7 separate regions of the Mus musculus genome follow, and all the other regions are linked to region 6. The links are chromatin contacts, called in public ChIA-PET and promoter capture Hi-C maps. All regions are on one chromosome and are shown on one strand. Each heading gives the region's core, a stretch centred on a gene start, on an enhancer-like site or on the middle of the called end of the contact. The rest is flanking DNA. Distances are from core to core; before and after follow the strand shown.

The links. Promoter capture Hi-C pulls out the DNA fragments that hold promoters and counts their contacts. ChIA-PET counts read pairs in DNA pulled down with a chosen protein or histone mark.
Region 1: a promoter capture Hi-C map of liver shows a contact between it and region 6, with 2.3 times the contacts expected there. The contact joins the promoter of Vwa5b2 here to the promoter of B3gnt5 in region 6.
Region 2: a contact with region 6 is called in an RNA polymerase II ChIA-PET map of memory CD8 T cells, with 6 read pairs. The contact joins the promoter of Ap2m1 here to the promoter of B3gnt5 in region 6. A contact is called at or near these places in 2 of 39 promoter capture datasets (the HPC-7 cell line and pre-B cells) and 1 of 115 datasets of contacts at active chromatin or transcription factors (memory CD8 T cells).
Region 3: a promoter capture Hi-C map of pre-B cells shows a contact between it and region 6. The contact joins the promoter of Abcc5 here to the promoter of B3gnt5 in region 6. A contact is called at or near these places in 2 of 39 promoter capture datasets (pre-B cells and second pharyngeal arch cranial neural crest) and 1 of 115 datasets of contacts at active chromatin or transcription factors (embryonic stem cells).
Region 4: a contact with region 6 is called in a promoter capture Hi-C map of pre-B cells, with 3 times the contacts expected there. The contact joins the promoter of Eif4g1 here to the promoter of B3gnt5 in region 6. A contact is called at or near these places in 2 of 39 promoter capture datasets (maxillary cranial neural crest and pre-B cells).
Region 5: a promoter capture Hi-C map of embryonic stem cells shows a contact between it and region 6, with 5 times the contacts expected there. The contact joins the promoter of Parl here to the promoter of B3gnt5 in region 6. A contact is called at or near these places in 10 of 39 promoter capture datasets (the SN4741 cell line, cranial neural crest, embryonic stem cells and 6 more), 2 of 484 Hi-C or Micro-C datasets (CD4 T cells and embryonic stem cells), 2 of 115 datasets of contacts at active chromatin or transcription factors (embryonic stem cells and stem cell-derived neural progenitor cells) and 1 of 9 other capture datasets (macrophages).
Region 7: a contact with region 6 is called in a promoter capture Hi-C map of pre-B cells, with 5 times the contacts expected there. The contact joins the promoter of Eif2b5 here to the promoter of B3gnt5 in region 6. A contact is called at or near these places in 2 of 39 promoter capture datasets (pre-B cells and stem cell-derived epiblast-like cells), 2 of 115 datasets of contacts at active chromatin or transcription factors (the 230-238 cell line and embryonic stem cells) and 1 of 9 other capture datasets (embryonic stem cells).

The regions. Positions count from the first base shown.
Region 1 is chr16:20,588,786-20,591,663 of GRCm38.p6, forward strand. Vwa5b2 (von Willebrand factor A domain containing 5B2) reads left to right here and starts at 1,368. Exons shown (of 20, transcript NM_001384105.1): 1 at 1,368-2,113; 2 at 2,367-2,515; 3 at 2,595-2,765. The coding sequence starts at 2,377. Gm35685 (predicted gene, 35685) reads right to left here and starts at 1,817. Exons shown (of 3, transcript NR_168482.1): 1 at 1,099-1,817; 2 at 473-515.
Region 2 is chr16:20,533,536-20,536,846 of GRCm38.p6, forward strand. Ap2m1 (adaptor-related protein complex 2, mu 1 subunit) reads left to right here and starts at 1,945. Exons shown (of 12, transcript NM_009679.3): 1 at 1,945-2,066. Dvl3 (dishevelled segment polarity protein 3) reads left to right here. Exons shown (of 15, transcript NM_007889.3): 15 at 1-478.
Region 3 is chr16:20,424,907-20,427,983 of GRCm38.p6, forward strand. It overlaps Abcc5 (ATP-binding cassette, sub-family C (CFTR/MRP), member 5), which reads right to left and starts at 1,488. Exons shown (of 30, transcript NM_013790.2): 1 at 1,342-1,488.
Region 4 is chr16:20,671,191-20,674,349 of GRCm38.p6, forward strand. Eif4g1 (eukaryotic translation initiation factor 4, gamma 1) reads left to right here and starts at 1,537. Exons shown (of 33, transcript NM_145941.3): 1 at 1,537-1,686; 2 at 2,678-2,771; 3 at 3,038-3,124. The coding sequence starts at 2,712.
Region 5 is chr16:20,300,426-20,303,633 of GRCm38.p6, forward strand. It overlaps Parl (presenilin associated, rhomboid-like), which reads right to left and starts at 1,937. Exons shown (of 10, transcript NM_001005767.4): 1 at 1,784-1,937. The coding sequence starts at 1,902.
Region 6 is chr16:19,758,844-19,762,109 of GRCm38.p6, forward strand. It overlaps B3gnt5 (UDP-GlcNAc:betaGal beta-1,3-N-acetylglucosaminyltransferase 5), which reads left to right and starts at 1,391. Exons shown (of 4, transcript NM_054052.3): 1 at 1,391-1,634; 2 at 1,798-1,984.
Region 7 is chr16:20,497,439-20,500,465 of GRCm38.p6, forward strand. It overlaps Eif2b5 (eukaryotic translation initiation factor 2B, subunit 5 epsilon), which reads left to right and starts at 1,379. Exons shown (of 16, transcript NM_172265.2): 1 at 1,379-1,658; 2 at 2,747-2,871. The coding sequence starts at 1,476.

The DNA.
Region 1 (2,878 bases), core at 118-2,617, 830 kb after region 6:
CCTCTTCTGGTGTCTTTCAGCAGGTGTGCATGTCATTTATGTGCATTCATGTAGGCAAAGCACACGTGTACCTGTGAGAGTCAATACTCTCTTTCCACCACGTGGATCCCAGGAATTAAACTCTGGTTATCAGGTTTGTCAGCAAAGTGCTTTTTACCCTTACCCACTGAGCCATCCCTAATTGTGTGTGTGTATGTGTGTGTGTGTGTGTGTGTGTGTGTTTGTATTTGTTTGTTTTGCTTTTTTCCAACTCTGTGTAGTTCTCCTGCACCACCACTGCATGGCTCCAAATAGTAATTTTAACAAATGGTGTGAGTTATTGGGTGTCTATATGTAAAACAAACAAAAACTCTCTTACCTCAATCTCACAGTTCTGACTGCTCCCACCTACAGCACTCCTTAACTTCTTTTTGCAGAATTGGAATAGGGCATCTTTAGGAGTGCTTGTAAGGGTGACCCCAAATATACTTACCTTCGCTCACTTCCCGGGGTTCCCAGACTCTTCCCTCAAGATCCTAGAGGAGATTTTACAGATCTTCCTAATGTTTTGCAGTGAGAAACACGCGAAAATCCTGCCAATTTCAAGGAGCCTGTTTTTCTGAGCAAGAATGCCCCCACCTTAGGTGCTAGGCTGACGAATGGGAGGCGGGGACCACTGCTGTGACAGGAGCAGCCCCGCACCCTTGGGAAAGCTAGAAGGCTTTACTCTGGAGGCCCTCGTGCAAGGAAGCCGTCCTGCGCATCCTCCCCACTCCCAGAAAAGGAAGGGTATAACAACACTGCAGTGAAGGAGCCCAGGGTGCTTCCGGGTGGGAACGCCGCTGCAGTGATGGGGAGACTGGATTGAGGGCAACCGCTTTGGTGAGCACACAAACGAAGGCACATGCCGCGAAAGGGGAGGTTTCTGCAATAACCTATTTGCTTCTTGTGGGGGGCGAGGCCTAAATGGTTTCCGATGCGGTGATGAGGGAGGGTCACTGCAGTGAGCGGGAGTCCACCCAGGGCGGGGTGGTGGTGGGTGGGCCACTGCAGTGTTGGGAAGAGGGGGGGATGTGTTTGCAGACTCGGCCGCCCTGTTTTGCTCACGAAACTCCTTACCTCCAGAAGGATGGAGAGGGGGCGCTCAGCTTCACTGTGCCGTTGGTGGGGGTCGTGCAGTGGCTGGGGTACTGGCTCTCTGCACTGCGGTCTCTTGCCTGGCTCTGCCGGCCTGAGCTGACGCGCGGAGGCGGTGCGGTGCCCGAAGGAACTGAGCCGCAGCCCCCTCCGCAGTGGCGGGCGGGGCAGAGGCGGGCTGGAGGGGCGGCCTCTTGGAACCCGGGCGGGACTACCAGCCAGCAGCCCGGCTGGCGCCCCTCTCCCGACTCACAGGATCTCAGTGGTAGTTCCGAGGTGGATCGCGCAGGTGCAGGAACAAGGGGCAGTCTGGACATCAGAGGAAGCATCACCCACTCTTGTCTGGTCGCGACGCCCCACAACTCCACCAAGAAGTGACGGTGAGGCTTGGGCTGCCCAAAGGGAGGGGGCGATCCCAAGACCCACCCTGTAGCATCCCCTGTGGCTACCTAGTCTCAGGCCAGCCTGGGCGGGGAGAGCCGCTCTAGATCAGATGACATGGACTCCCGCTGCCGCGACACCTCTGCACATCTGACTTCCCGAGACGCATTTTCCCGTCCCTTTCTAGTTCTTCCTACTGCAACCTTTCAAGACGGTCTACAGCCTCTCTCAGTACTCCAGTCACGAAAGGCAAGGAGAGATAAAGACTGCAGCCTTTTCAGCTCCCGACCTCACCCTGTCCCTGGGGACCCTTGTGAGCTAGGGGCGCCTAGGGCAATGCTGGCCCTTTAAACCTTTGCTTTCCACCCAGAGTATCTTCCATCTCTCCAGAAGCACCACTTCCGACAGCTGGCAACCGTGGAGAGCCAGGAGGCAGGGGGCAGGTACGGGGGCGGTGGTGAGGCCCCGAGAAGGTGCAGGAACAGCTGTGGGCACCACCCCCCAAGCCCCCGGCTCGCAACCCGCAGCGGGACTGGAGGACGCCTGGACTGGAGGGTTAACCATTAACCCTCCATTCCCCCATTGCGGAGAGCTGTTCCCTGCTCCTGCTACCCAGGTAACGGGCGAGGATGCCCATCTTTCCATCCTTGCACACACACACACCCCTCTTGTTATCTGCCCCGCCACCTGTCTGCTTGGACGCTGCGGCTTGGGGGTGGGGGTGGGGGTGGGGGGGTCTCCCGACTCAGCCTTGCTCCCTCTGCAAGCTTTCATCCCCAGGTCCCCAGGTACCCGATAGGGTCAGGTGGCATAGCTAGTTTTCATGACGCTGGAGCGAGGTGCCCCTCATCCAGCCCCTGTTCACGCAGGGTGGGCACCATGCCTGGCCTGTACTGCCCCACCAGCTGGACGCCGCTGCCGCTCACCGACTCCTGCGTCCGGGCCTATGCCAAGGGACCCTGCCTCAGCCTGCGTGCCCGGCTTACCTACCACAACCCACAGCCCCAGCCGGTGGAAGGTGAGACCTGGTGCGGGCGCGGGGAGGTAGCAAATGCCAGGTGGGGTTCGAGAGCAGGTCTGCCTGTTCCTGCTCGCAGGCGTGTTCGTGTACCCTCTGGCTGAGGCGGAGGTGGTATCTGGCTTCGAGGCCGAGGCGGCCGGACGGCGCGTCTCCTTCCAGTTGCATAGCCGGCGCCGATCACAGGCCGCCTGCTGTCGCGCTCTGGGCCCGGGACTAGGGACCTCTACACCCCGCCGCTGCGCACAGGGTAAGCTCCGAGCCCGAGCCCGAGCCCGCGCCCTCGAATGCCAGCTCAGGTTCTTGCACCCTCGTGCCTCCGCTAACATCGCCAGCCTCCTTTCTTCTTCCAGACGCTGATTT
Region 2 (3,311 bases), core at 695-3,194, 780 kb after region 6:
GCTGGCCACTTCTAAATCTGGATCTCCAACCCCAGCTTCCCCTCTCTTTAGACCTGTTTTTATTACCCACTGGACATCTCCACAGGCATGTCCATAATAGTCAAGCATTATTCCTCTTGAATTCCTGTCCTGGTGACCTTCGTTACAAGCTACACCTACATGGTATTAGTCAGCATCACACACCCTTCTACTCTTGACACTCTGAAGTTCAGCTGTTCCTCTCCCTTTCTTAATTTACAGAGCATGGGATTTGGAGTCAAGTTGGTTTGGGCTTGAATTCCAGCTCTCATTTTTGGTTGTGTAAAAGAGTTATTTAACCTCTCTGGAGCCTCAGTCCTCCCATATGTAAAATGATGATAATAATACCTACCTCACAGGGTTGTTGTGAGGAATTAGATATTGTACGAAAAGTGCCTAGCACAGTGCCTGGCACACAATAGAGTAGGTGCTCAATAAATGGTAGCTATTATTATTATTATTATTATTATTATTATTATTATTATTATTAATTTACTCTAAACCAGCAAACTTTTAGGGTATATTGGGAAGAGAAAACCTTTGCAAAGATAGATATGAAGCCTTGAATGATAGTTCAGGAGTTAGAAGTTTTTGGGTTTTCGCTACTTAGAAGGAGATTGCTAGGAATAGTAGGGTTAGCAACCAGATTTAAGCACCCACCCACTTCCTTTCTGCCATAGAAGTCTCTGGCCTGTTTAGGCAGCAGGATGTCTCTGTCTCCTGAGAGAAAAACCAAATTTTCCTGATTTGGCAATAATCAGACAGCTGTTTGTGTCCAGGTTGGCTCTTCCTCATTCTCTCAGTTTGGATATCATAGGAAATCTTTTCTCTCCTTTTTTGTTTTTATGAGACAGGGTTTCTCTTTGTAGCCCTGGCTGTCCTGGAACTTGATCTGTAGACCAGGCTGACCTTGAACTCAGAGTGCTGCCTGCCTCTACCCCCCCCCCCCCCCCCGCCCCAGTGCTGAGATTAAAAGCATGTGCCACCACTGCACAGTTGAGAAATGGGATTTTTTTTTTTTTCGAGACAGGGTTTTTCTGTAGCCCTGGCTGTCCTGGAACTCACTTTGTAGACCAGGCTGGCCTCGAAGTCAGAAATTCTCCTGCCTCTGCCTCCCAAGTGCTGGGATTAAAGGAGAAATGGGATTTTAAAATCCCATGCCCAACTAAACTGGAGTAGAGGGCAAAAGGGGTCTCTTATGTAGCCTGGGCTGTCTTGAAACTCTCTATTTAGACCAGGATGGCCTCAAACTCACAGAGATGCTCTTGCCTCTGCCTCCAGAACTCTGGAATTAACGGCATACGTCACCATCACACCACAGTCACAGATTTAGCTGAGGAAAACATTAACGTTTAGCTGTCTTCCTTCCCAGCTTTTCTGTTTGGATAATTATCCCTGAGAAAGGGATCAGTCCAATCCTAGAATATATATAAAATACATACAAATAAATTTTATATATATATATAAAAACACACACACACACGTTTGGGAGAATCAAACGTGGTGTTTAAAAAAAAAAAAAAACAGTAAATTCAGCAGTAACAAGCTTATGCCAAGTTGTGTTTGTAAAGTAGCCAGTCTTCGAAATCTGGAGACAATAAAAGACTATAGTAATTCAAAATTTACAATTGGTTTCGACAAATAGCTTTGGTCTCTTAAAGCTACCCCACTTAACTAGGAACAGGAAGGGTCGCAGAGACTACACTTCCCGTGATTCTCAGTGAAGCAAACAATGGTTGGAGTGTATCACGACACGTGTTGCTTGCAAGGCGCACTAAAGCTGACGTCTTCTCTGTCTTGAAGGCTGTCGGTAGTTGTAGTTTTGTTGAGCCTAGGGCGCTCAGATGTGTCAGCTTGAAAGCTGCGGGGACTGACGGGACTTGTAGTCGCCGCTGGAGGCGAGCGCGCAGGCGCAGCTGCGATCGGGGCGGGGTGGGGCGGGAGCACTGCAGTGAAAGCCGAGGCAGCAGACAGGCGAGCTGGGGGCGGGCGGACATCTTGGGATCCGAGAGTGGCCAGGCCGGCCTTGTGGGGGCTGCTGACTCCAGGTGAGCTGGGAGGCTTGACTTAGAGGTCCTTATCAGGCGACGAGGGTGCTGTGGTAGCCTGCCTTGCCCTGCACGGTGCTGGGTGGAAAACTGCCCGCACCGGGGAGTGGCCTCAGCCTTCAGACCCGGGAGGGAGTAGACAACCGGGCGGGGGTGCCTTGGGCGCGATTGCAGCAAGGGCGGGGAGCAACGCCTTCCAGTGACCCGCCAGGCGTCTCCGGGAAGAGACTAGGGCTGGAATCCTAGAGCGGGAGACGCCGCGCGGCGCCCCATCCCTAGAATCCTGACAACCGCTCAACCCCGGGGTTTCCTATTTCCCCATCCCCCAGGACATTGACATCCCCTGGTGCCACTCCCTTGGACAGTGACAGGTCTCTCTCGAACACTGAGAGATTCCATCCTCCTGGTTTACCCCCACGGCTCTTGTACCTCAGACCTGTGACAGCCCCCGCATCCCGTGGTGACATCTCCCGGGCCTAGATGTCTTCTCCTCCCTCAGCTGAGAAAAACTCCACCAGCCCCCTATGCTTCACTAACAGAAGAGTAGGCCCTGTCTCTCAGCTTTCTCTTTTTCTTGTCTATCTCTTTTCGCTGTTTTTCGCTCCTCCCAAGCTCCTATGACCTTTGCCATAGGAGACCTTTAGGGACTCCCACAGCTGTATTTGGTGCTTTGGGGTCATCCTGGTCTTTTGCTAGCAATTCCAGCTAACCCTTTCCTTAACTAAATATTGCATTTTCGTCCAGGACACACACACACCGCCCCCCCCCCCGAGGTCACACACACCATCCCCCACCCGAGGTTGATACCTGTGGACTTGGTCCTTTGCTCAGCGCTCAACCTCCATTTTGCATTTTCTTTCTCACCTTCTTTGGACTTGTCACTGGGCTTCAAGGGTTAACTTTTCAGTTTCAAAAAGTCTGTTAAACTAACCTCAGTGAAATTAATATCTGGACTAATCCAGAAATCTAGAACCAGATTAACCCCGTTACTCAAATATTCTACCTTAATTTTGACCAAAATAATTTGGGCAGTCGAGGCATTCTGTTATCCCTGCCCATTGCTTGGTAAACACCAGGCCAGAAGTGACTGACTTGGCAGATTTGGAGACACAATTTAGATGGCAGGATTAATGCTACTACATACAGACCTAATTTTTGTCACACTTAGAAATTTTGAAAAGACAGTAACCAGAAATAACTGTAAAAGGGGCTCAGCATTGAAGAGTTCTTACTGCTTTTCCAGAA
Region 3 (3,077 bases), core at 238-2,737, 670 kb after region 6:
GGTGAATATGGATATGAAGCAATCAACTAAGAAAGGATTACTACACCAGGACCCTCTCCAGCCCAAAGAGCAATTCATACTTCCCATTTTCTAGACAACTCCCTTGCAGCTAATGTAAAGTCTTTTTATAAAACTAATGCTAACTTAGGCTCAGTGATAAAAGCATGTAGGCCAGAGGTTCTTTCCAGTCCCCAGCCCTGCCAAATCCAAAGGAAAGGGTGTGTGTATCAGGACTAGGAAAACCTGGCATATTTTGGTTTAAGCCAGCACTATAAAGGGAGAAAGAAGAATAAACAAAGTGGGGACTCTCACATTAGTACCCCGACTCAAAACTGACAGGGTTGGGGGCCACCTGGTTTTGCTCTAAAATTCTCTTTCCAGTGAAGAGGGGTGGATGTGACGATTCTGCAGGGGGGAGGGGCATTGTGTAGGCCTGGAGAACTGTAACTAACCAGGTTGGTGTTTCCAAGTTCTGTTATCGCAACATCTCTCAGGTTTTAGGCGCCTCAGGAAGCTCCTTCAGGCCCTGCAGCTACTGGAAGCTACTGGAAGCTACAAGGAAGCTGAACCACTTATCACGCCCCCCCCACCTCTCCCCCAGGGCCCACCTGTGCCTCCAAGCTCCCTCACCTGTCACTTACTCCAGAGACCCCAGTAAAACCCATCCATTTCTCCCTTCGGAACTCAAGACTTCCCCGGTCATTCCTGTGCCCACCTGCATCGAGACTCCCACATCTGTACGAAAACACCAAATCCAGGTGTTATAAACACAAAGCCACTAGCTCCTTTGCGTGTCAGCACCGAAAAGGACACTGGTGACAGAAGATCTAGGCTCCCATCTCTACCTCGGCTTCGCTGTGTGTGCTGATGCCACGTACCTCCACATACCAGTAGCAAAACAAACAAACAAAAAACAAAACAAAACATAGATAATGACTTACGTAGTAAGTGGCTGACAGCCTCCAGTCCCGGAGGGAGGTTGGGGCTTCTCTCTGGACAGCTCCGCCACCCGGCCCTAGGGCGTTCCCATGCCAGCCCCGGGCCTGCGAGCACAGGCTCCACGACCCACCCACAGCGAACGCAGCTCCCCCTGGTGGCCGCGCGGAGAGTGGAGCCGGCCGTGACCACCCATCAAACCTCCCCTCCTGCCTTCTAACATCTAGACCTCCGCACAGCCCGCGAGGTCGCCAACAAGCCGGGGACCGCGCGAGATCGGAACGAGACAGGCCCCGTTTCTCCCGTCCGAGGCTTCCCACCGCCCACCCCGCCTTGGAGAGCCCAAAGAAGTGAGCCCGTGACAGCCTCCGACACTGCATGAAAAAGGCGTGAACCGTCACCTACCTGCACCCCAGCCTCCCCACACGAGAGCAAACAGCCCGGGCACGCTCGCGAACATCGGACCCTGAGCAAAACAAGCCTTTATAGCGGCATAGTCCCCCACAACGCGCAAGCGCGATGCACAAAGCTTGCGCAAGACCGAAGGGAATCGTAGTCCCTCATCCGGCAGCCCCCAGCGCCGCACACCGCAAAAGACTACGTTTCCCAGAAGCACCGCTGGTGCCCGGGATGGGGTGCAGGCTGCTCACAGTACCCGCGCGCATCTCGTGCTGCCCCATCCTTCCCCGGTTTCTGATGCCCAGTCTGGAACCTTCTCTGCCTTAGTCACGGGGGCTGGGCAGGCGGGTCGGGGTAGCCGGTGGCGCTGTATTCTCTGACAGCCAGAGGTTCAAAGTCAGGAACTTCCAAATCTATGCGGCGGTTCCACGTGCCAGAAAACATCGTGAAGGTCATCATAGCCTGCTTCTGTCCAGCCCCAACTCTTAGCTGTGGTGTCACTTAATGGGTGCATGAGTCCTCCACGTTCTGCATGAATGGTACCTTTGGATCTTTTCTCTTACCCATCTATCTCAGCTTCTTGACTTCTAAGTAGTGAAATGCCAGAATCGCAATTTCCAAAGTGACAAGGGATGTCAAAATGATATACTAACTAATCAATCTATTTTTATAAATAAATGTAAAGCTCCCGAGGCATTAGTCGTTTTATTTTTTCTATTTTATCTATTTTAGTATCATAATATAAAGACTACTCTATTGCATGCCTCCCAACCTTTAAACTACCCGGGGCTTGTTTATGGTTACCCATTTAAGGGATTTAAAAAGAAAGTAAACTGGATTGTCCATCATACAACTACCTAGTTAGCTACTGTGAACACTAATGTCATAAAGCTGGACTTATTGACAGGATGTATATTTGACACACAGAAAGCTCAGGAAGATAGGCAGTGTTCAGAGCTGGGCTTTCAGGAAGTTGGATCATGAAGACTCTGAGTTAATGAACGGTTTAATATTGACTGATTGTTCCATGTCACTATTAGAAGCTAGTAGAATATGAGGACTTGGAGGCTTGTTAAAGGAAGTTGGTCCCTGGAAGTATACCTTTGAGAGATGTGTGTTACCCCTTCCTGTCATGATGTTCAGCCTTGTGCCGAGCACACACTAACAAAACCAGTTCACCATGGATAAAAACCTGAGCCAAAATAAGTATTTTCTCCTTTAAGTTCATGTTTTCTCCGGTATTTGTCATATTGTCATAATAACAAAAAGCTGATTATGTTTCACTATTTTAAAATTAAGATATATATTGTTGGGGTCAAGGAGTCGCCAGACAAACCACCAAACACTGATCTCAGGCAGACAGGGATAGTTTATGGAGCGTATGTCCTGGGACTGACTGATCAGGGTCAAAGACCAGACTCAGGAGCTGACTGCAACCTCGAGCCAGAATCTACAGAGCTTTTTAAGTCTGAAATCCACAAACATCTGTGTCAAGTTCTTCCACCAATCAGGATTTAGGGATAAGGACTTCCTCTGGAGCAGGTCTTTGTTGTACACGTATCCTGTTCCCATTGGTTGGGGGATCAACTTGCATTGCCTAACATCCATGCCTTAACTTGCCAACCAGGATATCAGTTACCCATGTCCATATCTTTTTCTGCCATGTAGGATGTCAAACCCCAAAGAGTTCTTAGGAATTTAAAACTATTAAACCCCTACTCAAAATGGAAGTCTTATTCCAA
Region 4 (3,159 bases), core at 287-2,786, 910 kb after region 6:
TGATTATGGTGATTTTTTTTTTTTTTTTGGACTGGTTGTTTTCTGTTACTGCATATTGAACCCAAGGTCTCCCAAATGCTGGGAAAGCACATGACCACTGAGGACTCAGGCCATCTAGAGGATCCTTGTGCCCGCATTTGCCCACCCTGTAGCCTTGCTTTCTTGGTAGCACAGTGATGAAGTTTACATTATTGCCCCCCTCACTTAGGTCACCAATTCTGTGATATAATGCATGCTAGGAGGTAGCATGTGAGAGGGAGAAAGGCCAGTGGGAAAGGCTCTGCTACCTAACTAAATGCTCAAATGCTCAGTTCAATAGAGTACAACTCTTTTTTTTTTTTTTTGGTTTTTCCAGACAGGGTTTTTCTGTAGCCCTGGCTCTCCTGGAACTCACTCTGTAGACCAGGCTAGCCTCAAACTCAGAAATCCACCTGCCTCTACCTCCCAAGTGATGGGATTAAAGGCGTGCACCACCACAGCCTGGCTATTTTTTTTGTTTTTCGAGACAGGGTTTCTCTGTGTAACCCTAGCTGTCCTGAATTAGCTCTCTACACTAGTCTAGCCCTTAATTCACAGAGATTCTCCTGCCTATGCCCCTGGAGTACTAGGATTAAAGGTGTGGACTACCACCACCCAGTTCAAATTTTCCTATTTTTAAAATTTAAATATTTACGTGTATGAATGTTTTGTTTTCATATGTCTGTGCACTACATGCATATGTGGTGCCTTTAGAGGGCAAAAGAGGGCAGAATTCTAACGAATCAGAGTTACACACAGACATGAACTGCCTTATGGGTTATGGGAAGTAAACCCAGATCCTCTTGAAGAGCAGGCAATAAAGAGCAACCAGTGCGCCAACCATTGAACCATCTCAGAAATCTTCAAGATGTGGTCTCTCTGTAACTCTGGCCGTCCTGGAGCTTGCTTTGTAGATCAGGCTGGCCTTGAACTCAGAGATCTACCTGCCTATCTTTCTGGAATGCTGAGATTAAAGGCGTGGCTCGCCACTGCCTGGTGACATTTCCCTACTTTAAAGCTTATGGTAACTGATTCCCTGCCTTAGCCAGTCAGCACACGTACAGCTTTGGGATTCCTTTTTCCATTATTCCAAAGTTTTCATGTTGACTTTTGCGTTTCCCTAGGAGCAACTGATTTTTTTAAAAAAACAAAAGTAAAATTGCTTCTTTAGATTGCGGCAGTTTCTTTGGTGCAATATTGAATTTCCTTTGTTAATAGGTCTATCAAAGATCAAATCTATAGCATTTTCAGAGGCTGCATAATTTGCACACTACACTTACTAGGGCAGGACTGCTTTTTAGATTCCGCACTCTGAGCTCCAGGCCGGCACTTCACTTAGCACTCACGCGCTCAATAAATGCTTGCGCAAAGTATGAATGAACTAAAGAACCGCCAGAGCCTCAGAGGGGGTCGGCCTGGGAGTTCCAAAGTTCGGGAGGGGACACGGGGGCGGGCAGTGGGTGTCACGTGATGGGGCGGAGCAAATCCCATGTGCTTCCCCGGCGCCAGCGCAGCTCCGCCCTCTGCGCCGGTCACGTGGGGCGCTGGCTGCGCCTGCGGAGAAGCGGTGGCCGCCGAGCGGGATCTGTGCGGGGAGCCGGAAATGGTTGTGGACTACGTCTGTGCGGCTGCGTGGGGCTCGGCCGCGCGGACTGAAGGAGACTGAAGGTAAAGCCGCCATGTCCGGGCCCGACCCGGCCCCCCACCCCTCCCCCCGCATCCGCCGCCATCCGGGCCGGGGCCCGCCACCCTGCGCCGACGCCCCGGCGCCCCGGCTCCGAGCCTGCGCCCAGGCCCTACTCGCCAGGCCGATCCCCGGCCCACGTGTGCCGGGCCGGGCCCGGGTGGGGGTGGGGAGCAGGGCCCGGGCGGGGAGGGCGCTGGGGTGGCGGCGAGACAGTCACCTCCGCCCGGCCTGGGCCGCGGCCCGGCGCAGGCTGTGCGGCGCAAACCCGCCACCCCCTCCCCCTGCGGGGCCCGGGCGGCCGCCGGGAAGTGACACGTTGTTCTTTGGCACTGGCCGCGTTGCGCAGAGCTGGGAGGCGGCGGCGGCGGGCAGGGAGGAGCCCCCAGCCCCGCCCGGCGGCCGACCCTCGCCTGCCCCGAGCCGGCTTTCGCGGCGGTCGCCGCCCGCCCTGCTGGTGCGGCCGGACTCGCGCCCTTCCTGGCTTGTGTTCCCGGGCGGCCTCAGGCCTCTCCGGCCCCGCGCGAGTGCCCCGCGGCAGGCTTCGAACCCGGTGTCCCCGGGTGGGGGGTGGGGATATCACGGCCGGAGCAGCCGGCTTCATTTGTGATCCGGGAGCCTGGTGCCAGCAAGACCTGGAATTTCCGGTCTGGTTGGTCTTGGGCCCCGTGGAGCCAGGTTGATACCCCTCACCTCCCAACCCCAGGCCTTCGGATGCCCAGAACCTGTAGGCCGCACTGTGGACTTATTCTTAACCGAGGGGGTGAGTGAGGGGGCTGTTTGAGCAGGCAAGGGTGGGGTCAGGGTGTTGCAGTGTGCTGGTGGGGTCCTCAGGCTGTATGTTTTCTGTTTCTGCATTCACTTGGCACCTCCCTTAATCCGTGTTGGCCCTAGCTCTTGATACAACCTTTCCCCCAGCCCGTTTGCCATAAGCTTGGGTCCTTTCCTCGTTCCGAGCTCTGCTCTTTCCAACAGGTGCTGGGGGGACCCTAATGTGGCACCAAATGAAATGAACAAAGCTCCCCAGCCCACAGGCCCCCCACCCGCCAGGTCCCCTGGACTCCCACAGGTAATCAAGGCTAAATGATCAGGACTCCGGCGGGGTGGAGGTCACGCAGCTCCCAGTTTTCCCACCCCCATCTGTGTCAGGGCAAAGTGCAGCTGCCTGCTGCCAAATTGAGATAGGGCCCCTGGCTGTCCCTGGGGCTGTCACAGGGAGGGAACATGTGGACTGCTGAGGCTGTTACTACAGGTCTGCTCCCCATACTTCACCAGCTTGGGTTTAAGCCCCACCCAGGCTTCCCCTCTTGCTGAACTCTGGTCTCTCCCCTTCAGCCAGCGTTTCCCCCGGGGCAGACTGCACCGGTGGTGTTTAGCACGCCTCAAGCGACACAAATGAACACGCCTTCTCAGCCCCGCCAGGTGAGGGACTGTGGCTTGAGTAGGCTTGGGTGGGA
Region 5 (3,208 bases), core at 687-3,186, 540 kb after region 6:
TTAAAGTAGCCAAAGTAGGTCTAATAAATAAAGTGATCAGTTCCCACTGAACTAAACCAAATGATCATCATCAGAATGCATTCATTATACAGAACTAAACTTGTAACCCAGTACTATTGATTTCTCTTGCTAGACAAGAATCCTGAAGGACAGGAGTGCAGCAACCTAAACTTAACCATATCATAAAATCTTATAACTCCTGTAAAGGGAGAACCGTGTGTGGGCTGGCAGGTGCCTGAGGACCTTGTGTTTGTATCACCTTTGCCTTTGTATCACCACATAAAGTGTTTATAAAATGCAAACGTTGGGACCTCTTTAGAGCCACAAGGCCTGGCTCATTCTTCATGCTAATTTAGAACCACAGTGGCTCAAAACAGACTAGTGATTACAAAGCGAGCAACTCCCATTCCCTATTAAGTTCATACATGTGGAGACAAGAGCAAAGCCACTTCAGGTTCACCCACATTCTCATCTAATGCATTCTCCCATAACCACAAGATTAAGAATGTCAGTTTCCAAGTTTCCATATAAATTTTAATACCACATGTACTGAGGGGAGGGTTAGACAGGACCTCAAGTAATCCATGGTGGCCTGACAGTCTGGCTCCTACTCCTAATCCACCTCCCAAGTGCCGGGATTACTAGCCTGAGCCACCATGATAGGTAGGCTAAACTCTTTTGACAAGTTTTGTGGTGTTACTAGAGACAAGCACCCTACCAATGAGGTTCCTCAGAGATGAAGTGTCCACTTCTTTTGCTGCCTTTTCCCGAAACTATCACAGCAAATCAACAGGATCACAGAAATCTTGTTACCTCCAAGGCACCTCCCCAGTTCCACCTGTTTAAGACTTTTTTCTTCCTTTCTTTTTTCCAGTCTTCTGCTGCCCAGCCTAGCCTTGAACGCCTAACCCTGCTTACAAGCAAGTCTGACCACACCAAGCTGTTTAAAAGCAATGCCTGATTTTAAACGTTAGCCAGTAAGCTACACCATATGCAACTTTTCCACAGATGTTAATAAGCTTCACTTGAGGAGCAGGTTCTTCCGCTTTCGCCACTTTCCAAGATTCTGATTTTGGGTGGCACCTGGGAAATGAATCTACATATAGTCCAGGTGCTGTTTATTTATTTATAATTCAGCCTTTCCCAGCTTGGCTCCAACTCGCCATCCTCCTGATTCAGACTACTGAGAGTTGAGATTACAGACCTGTGCCCACCTCGGGTGAATTTTAAGATCAGGTGGTGCCTTCGCCAGGCTCAATCTCATCTCTGGCTAGCTCACACGTTTATAAAGACCTCAGGCCCCTTGGTGTGTATGGTACCATCAATTAGGTAGAAGTTGCAAAGTTGACATCTTCGGACTAAGTTTCAACGTCAGTATTAATTCAACTGCTATGGAATTTCTCTTCTATTACACTTCATGTAAGATCCGGCCGGCCGGAAAGGCCACGTGCTTCCTACAGCAGTACAGCCCTTTCAAGAATATGAGCCGGACATGCAATTAACGCTCAGAAGTTCCCCTTTCCATCACATCCCTCGGAACTACTAGGAAAGACCGCGGGTCCGGAGAACCGGGCCGGGCTCGGCCAGACACCTCTCGCGGCTCGGCACCCAGAAGCCAGTAGGGAAAGGAGGACCAAGGAAAAGCTAGGCAGGGAGGAGTCAGCTTTAGCAAAGACCTCGTAAACAATGGAAAGCGGGAGCCCCACACGGCTACCTATCCCCCGAGGATGCGCGCAACCCCAGCTCATGGGAAGCCGGGGGAGCTGGAAGCGGCGGCCATTACCTGCGTCCAAGCAGCCGCGGGGCCTGGGTCGCAGAGAGCTCCCGGTAGCCGCCACCCAAGGGAGGCGCCCACGCCGGACCGCAGCGCCAGCCTCGCTGTACCCAACCTTGCAACGCCATCTTCCCAACCTCTGCCCCACCATGGCCCGACCTCTCTAACCCCGGCCTAGAAATCACTTCCGGGGCGAAGAAAAAAAAAAAAAAAAAAAAGCCACACAGCGCGGAGGAGTGGTCTAGAGCGCCACCTGGAGGCCGTTCAGTTCCGGTCTTCCTCTTCTCAGACCAGCGCCACCTTGGAAGTTTCTGGTGAGAGTGACTGGGGAAAACTTGAGGCTTTGAGTAACGCTGTGTTATCAGACACCCTCAGGTTATCACATTTAACCACAAGACACCGTTTCACTGTGCTTTATAGTCTCAGAAAAGGGAAATGGCCCTGTACAGTGGCAACCTTAACTCGCCAGGCTTGGACATCTGTCTGATTGTGAAAAGCAGAAAACGATTTATTAAATGGGACCACACTGAGAGGATGAAATTCAATGACTCCCCACGTTCATCTTCCAGGTCTAACATAAAGATAAGGTTTAAATGGAAGGCAAGAAGTGTGCAGTATAAGGAAATTGTGTCCCCTCACCAATCACCCTTCACCCGTCACCCCCGACCCCTGATCCAGCCTCCTTCTCCAAGCCTGCCCCCTTGACAAGTTGCAAATCCTTCTGTAGTTACTGGCTGCCCCCAGAAACTCAGGCTTTTTCCTTCCAGCATGAGATTTCTGGGGTGGTTCCATTACTGAAGTTTGATAGCCAAAGACAGAGCCCCAAGTGTTTCAGTTGAAGAAGCAAGGGAAGGGAGAGGGTCTCCTACACCTGAGTCTGGTTGATCTCTAGACAACTGAGAGTCAAGTATCCCAGCACAATTAACATTTGCTTTGAGAACAATGTTCCCTTTCTACAGGAATGTTTCAAATAAGAATGTTACAGTAGCAGGGAATCATGTGTAATGCCTAAGCATGGCATGTTTCCTTTCCTAACTATAAATCCGCAATTTTCTAGAACTCACAACAAACCTCACTTATAGTAAAAGAGACTTTTTAACTCCCTCTGCAATTTTATGGCCCTTGGTTTATATTATTAGATTGGAGTCTATCAGAAGCACCTCCAGGACTACTCTGTCATCTCATTTATTTCAAGAGGGAAAAGGAGAATGGGTGGGGGTGGGGGTCCCTTAGAAACTCTTCTGTTACTGGTGGTAAAGGTCTGGGCTGAGTGTTTCCAGGCTTCGAGAATGAAGAACATGGGGAGCGACCCTTATTCAGAAAGAGTCAGAACACACTGCATAACTGTGGGTAGCAGCACCAGTGGAGATGCTTAAGGGACCCCAGTCATTGTTTGTAGCTTCTAGATATGGGATGCAGAGGAGTTTGGTTGTT
Region 6 (3,266 bases), core at 141-2,640:
GTCTGTGTCTGTGTCTGTGTGTGCGTGTGTGTGTGTGTGTGTGTGTGTGTGTGTGTGTGTGTAACATCATACATCATGGGCCTGTCATACATACATATATCTGTCTGGGCCCAGAGAGGTCATTCTGGGCCTCTTTGCCCTTCCTCATCTCTTAGCCTCAGGTTCTTTAACCATTACCCCTCCCACCCCAACTCTACAGCTCACTAATTTTTCTACTCTGGATTTTTAGTAGTAGTAGTAGTAGTAGTAGTAGTAGTAGTAGTAGTAGTAGCAGCAGCAGCAGCAGCAGCAGTATTATATGTATCCCTAGGCTAACCTGATACTCACTATGTGATCAAGGCTGCCTTTGAACTCATGAAAATCATTCTGAGTGCTGAGATTACAGGCATATGATACCATATGGGTTTACTTTTAAAATCATTAGTCCACATGTCTATTTGTATAGAGGTTGGAAAGGGGTGTGTGTGTGTGTGTGTGTGTGTGTGTGTGTATATTTTCTCATCAGTTCATATTTCCCATGTGCCTACCTATATAAACTGACACATGTAACTAGTTCCAAATGACCGAAAAGGAACAAAGTCCCACTTGAATATATGTATGTGAATACAAAATACACATGTGTTTTAGGGAGGACCATATAAAGGATTAGTCAGGATTTAAGAAGATAATTGGGGGGTGATTAACCCTGTAGGAACAATGAATGCTCCTCTTTATAGATCACTGTCAGACTCCATTAGGAGTCCCATTACATTAGTATTTCTGCTTGTGGTCTTCTGGACAGGTGAGTTAACAGCGAACCATGCCTTGTGTGAGTAACACATGAAAAGAATTTCAGGATTGGAAATACGCTGAAGGGCTTTTAAAATGCAGTTGCAAAATCTCCTAAAACTAGAGTTTGAAATAACAAGTGTGTTTTAAACTGATTCAGCAACTACTTTGAACTTACTGACTTTTACAATTACAAACCCATATTTGGACTTGACATTTTTGGATTTTTTTTCTTGTCCTGTTTTCAGTATGTATAACTACAAAACTGCTCAAAATAGGAGCTCTATTGAATGCTTCTATAAGGAAAAGTCTAGAACAGCATTTTTTTAAGCAAGCAATTAGCTACAAAAAAAAAAAAAAAAAAAGATTTATTTACTTGCTCCTTCAGCTGATGTCTACACTATCCTGATAATGTCTGGTTACAGGCCGAACAAGAACTTTCCTTTGGGCTCAGGTGCACATTTGGTCTTCTGAATCTATAGTTTAGTTATTAGCAAACAAGTGAGGCAATCGCTTCCTGGAGTCCTCACAGATAGCACTTTAGGGCGGGGCACGTCACCTTCACAGACCGGGGTAGGGGAGGGGCGGGGCTGAGCATTCCCGAGGAAGCCTGGAGTGGAGTGACCAAATAAGCAGCTGGAGGCTCCTGCGGCTGCGCCCCAGCCTGAGTGAGCCAAGACCCTTAATCAGGCCCGCCCCTCTCAGCCGGCTCTAGCCGGCTCCAGCGGGGTCTCTCTTGGAGCCCTGCCCTAGCTTCCTCGCTTACAACCGAAATTTAGTTTGCAACTTTTGTTCTTGAGACTTTTCCCCCAGGGCTTCTAGGAGGACAGCGGACCTCTGGGACATTTAAGGACTTGGGTTCCTCGGTGAGTTTTACAATGCTTGAAATTCCCTGGGTTGGAATGTAAATCAATGGGGAGGCTGAACACAGGGGAAGGGTCTGCTTTTAAAACGAACTGTTGCTGTGCAGTCATAAGGCGTGCAGTCTTCGCTTCAAATAAATGTGCGTTTCCTTTCTTTGTTACTTAGGCTCCCAGGAGCTCAAGTCCTAAGTGTCCTGACAGAAGACCGGCGGGCTCTTAGGGTTTGCTAGGAAACTACGAGACGATGGGAGAACCGCTGTCCACTCAAAACCTTCAGCTCGGAAATGACTAACTGAAACGTGGTTTGGATGAATGGGTCTCCAGTCTTAACCAACGCCGCTCCTGGATGAAAGGTCAGTCACTGCCCACCCAAAGTGCCCGCTGCATCCTACTGTGAGCCAAGGTCCCTCTGTCGGGGAGCGTGGCTTCGCAGTCTGCTTTAGACCGGGCACTCTCGAAGCCCCTGCAGAGTCTAAGTCTCTGGCTGGGCTAGCTTTGTGCCGGCTCTGAGGTTCTCCCCGAGGCTGCTAGCTGAGAGTCCCGGGACCCGCCCCACCTCTAGCTTCCCCTCCTCTAGCCCGGACCCGACCGGGAGGCGGGAAGGGGTGCAGAGGGTAGTCCACACGGGCGGCCCGGGGGCATCAGGGTGGAATGGTCAGGAAGACAGACGGCTCTTCGTTGCGAGCCGGGGCTTCCCGGTCCGGAGGTGCAGCGAAGAAGGGAGAGTTCCCTCGGCGAGCGCCTTTGTTCACTGCGGCCTGGTGGGCGCGAGCGCTGGGCGGCGACCACCCTAGGCCTAGCTGCCGCTTTTGTGCCGCAGGTACGATCCGACCCGCGGGGTCCAGAGCACCGGATTTACCCGGAATGCCAATGGGGAGAGGTGGCTGTGGTGTCGCGAAGCCAGGTCCAGCCTTGGCGCATCTTCAGTCTGGGTCCTGAGATTTATCAATGCTGGATTGAATTCGGGCTGACCGCCTAGGGTAGCTTGCACGTGAGGGAGCTGACCGGCTCTTTGGAATAGCTGCTAGCTGGAAAAGAAAAAAGAAAAGAAAACGGGAAAGCAGGCGGGTAGGAGAAATTGGGAAAAGATCTTTCTAATGAGAATCTCCTGTTTACTCCCATTTTCTTTAATATACTAGTAAAGTGATTGTTCAGATACCCGTAGATAAAAGTAACAGCTTTTGATTCACATTCTTTACAGCAGTAATGGTTTTCTTAGGTTATGGGTCATGTTACAGGGACACAGATGCCATCACAAGGTAGTCAGTGGTGGTAGAGCTAATTTTTAGGCTAACTTTCTGGTGAAAGTACATTCATTAAAATTAGATTTGCTCCTCTGTGCCTTTATTTTGGGAAACAGTCTGGTCCCCAGGGGCAGAGATGCCAGGAAGTGGTATATGAGAAAGTGAAACTGGCCCAGAAAAGTATGATTGAAGGTAGTGGTGCAGAAAATGACCCCACCCTTAACACTGAAAGGGTGATTTGTAAACAGTTGGTAAGTGTGGACTTCATCAAAAGGCAGCAGGGGATACAGGCTTGCAAGTCTGACTTTGGGTTCAATCTCTAGCACGAAGGAAAAGTTTGTCAAAAGAAATGTAGGGCATAGTGGTTTTGTTTTTGTTTTGTTGTGGTGGT
Region 7 (3,027 bases), core at 129-2,628, 740 kb after region 6:
TTAAGCTTGATTTATAAACTGCGGCCACGGCTTCTTTTACCAAAACCTGCTGCTCCACTTCAGTCTAGCCTGAAAAGCTTGCTACTACGCCCCAGTCCTACCCAGTTTACTCCTGCTCTTAGATCCAGCCTCATCTGGGATAACGCTTGTGGAACTGAAAGACCCACAACGTGAGGACTCCCCCACGTTCTGACTCAGGAGAGGCGACACCCCAAAATCACCAACGAGAAACGGTCTTGCTGCAAATTGCAAGAGGATTTTTATTCAAGAGCGCTCTCGGGCCCACGGTCATACACCACGCAGGGGTAGAGGACTGTGGCGCCCCGAGTAGCTGGATAAGGGGGTATTTAAAGGAAGGAACCACAACTCAAGGAGGTGGGAAGGGCGTTGTTGGAAAATACCAAAAATACCAGTTAAGAGTCACAAGGAAGTACAGAGTCACAGGTGTCACAAGGAATACCTGGTAATTGTTAACTCTCAAGACAGTTTCTAAGAGCCCCTAACGATAGCACATTTGCATTGCAGGTTCCAGCAATGGTCAGAGTGGGTCAGGGTGACTTTCTTTGAATTAACACTCTTTGAACCCAGGAAGCCGGTGGGTGGAGGAATGTCGCTATCTGTTTTATGATTAGCATACCTTGGAGCACTGAGTTTACTACTCTTTCAGAACCATGGGAGTCAGATGAGCTCCAGCAGCAGTTTTTCCACTCACTAGTTGGGCGTGCTCCCTTGGTTCCGATTTGAGGGTTTAAGAAATGCCTGTCGCTCTAGGTCGTATTTCTGGCAAGGGGGGAGGGAGCACCCATAATAGGTGTGTGTTCAGTAAAAATCTACAGCCTGCCTCCATGTCCAGTATTTGTGCAGATCGTGGTTTCCCTCCCAAAGATGCCAGATCCCCTTAGATTACTAGACTGCAAGTGGGGAGCTTCATTTTATATTTAGATTTATGTGGATGAGTGTTTTCCACAGGCATCCAGTGCCCGGTCGAAAGTGTGTCGGACACCCTGGAATTGCAATTGTGAATAGTTGCTTGCTACCACGTGAGCGCCAGGCGCAGAACGTGGATCCTCTGCAAGAGCAGTAAGTGCTCTTAACTGTTGAGTGATCTCTCCAATCCCTGAGAACTACAAATTTTATCCTACTCTGGGCAGAGGAGCTGTAGGCTCCTGCCCAGCGATCACAAGCCTATCCAGCTCGCTGCCTTCTTAGCTTGTCCAATCCAACAGCACTCACTGACTAAGTAGACAACGGTGGGATCTCACCCCTCTGGGGTGCATACACCTCCCAGTAGCACCTACTGCGGTCAGCCACGCCCTGGTCTTGCACGGGGTGGGTGGGGTCTGCTGGTACACACATGCGCATTCCTTCCTCTTTCTCTCCCTGCAACTACACCTTCGCGTTTTGACTGTGAGTCCTTTTTGTCCCCTACTGCGTGCCGTGTGACTTCCCGGCGGACGTGCTGGCTGCGAAGCAAGATGGCAGCCACTGCGGCGGTGCCTGGCGCTGCGGCCGGCCGAGCGAGCAAACGCGGCGGCGGCGGCTCGGGCGGCGGGGGAACCCAAGGTGCGGAGGAGGAGCCGCCGCCGCCCCTCCAGGCAGTTCTAGTGGCCGATAGCTTCAACCGCCGCTTCTTCCCCATCTCCAAGGACCAGCCTCGGGTGAGCACCCGGCTCGCGAGCAGTCTGCCGGCCTCGAGGGTAGCGGGGCCGCAGGTTGCCACTGCAGCTGGTTAGTGAAGCGTGCTCTGGAAGTTACCCTCAAGTTGAGCTTATCTGGTTAGGAAAAGGTGGAGAGACCGACTGAAACCTCGGAGGCTGTCCGATCAGATGAGTAACTAGCACACATGGATTCTCGCAGGGCTATACACCCAGCCTTGGGAAGGATGGAGAGGGCTGTGTGTAGAATCAATGCTTGAAAGAAGGCTTCCCCGGGGGATTTAGTAGCACAAGAGGGGCCTCCACTGTCTTTAACCTTGCAGGACATGGGCAATTTAAAGAAATTGCTTTAGATAAAGGCAATGGTAATATATTCCTAAAGGAAAAAAGGCTAGCTCTCAGCAGGCTGTTTTCCTCCCATCTGCTGAAAGGGGACCCCAGTGGGTTGCCATCAGTCTAGGAATTACCTAGACATAGGAAATAGGCATTGCGCTTGCAGACTACTGGGTCGCTCAGCAATCCATAGTTCATTCAAATAGGGATTTGCCTTTGACTTAAGAATTCCTAATAGCCGGGCGTGGTGGCGCACGCCTTTAATCCCAGCACTCGGGAGGCAGAGGCAGGCGGATTTCTGAGTTCGAGGCCAGCCTGGTCTACAAAGTGAGGTCCAGGACAGCCAGGACTATACAGAGAAACCCTGTCTCAAAAAACCACAAAAAAAAAAAAAAAAAAAAAAGAATTCCTAAGGCTAACGACTGTTCATTTTTGACAAGTGTTTGAATGATTTCTGTGACTCTTAGTGGCAATAGAACAATAGAAGGAAATTCTATGAAGAAGACCTTAGTGCTTAGAGTTCTAGAGCTATGACTTAGGGCCAACATTTGTCCTTAATGCCAGCACTGGGCTCCTAGAACATGTTTGTGTCTGATACCATGCCTACTAGGCTCAAATTCCAGAGCCTTAGACTGACCCTTAGAGCCTGTTTGCTTTAGAATAAAAGGATAAAGTCGATTATAGTGTCTGCAAACCAAAGTATACCAAAGTATAATCCTGACTTGAAGATCTCAGACTTTTTCTTTCCTGCCCTATAGGTCCTCTTGCCCCTGGCCAACGTTGCGCTAATTGACTATACTCTGGAGTTCCTGACTGCCACGGGTGTACAGGAAACATTTGTCTTTTGCTGCTGGAAAGCTGCTCAGATCAAAGAACACTTACAGTAAGGCTTCATAATTTTTCCTTTCCAGGATTCTCCGTCTTTTTTCAGTTCTTCCAGGATAGAGTTGATGTGAGGAGGAGAACACTGAATCTGTTCTGAGCTCCTGTGAGGTTTAGTGTTCTCGTCACGTGTCCCGAGGTAAACTGCTGCAGCTTC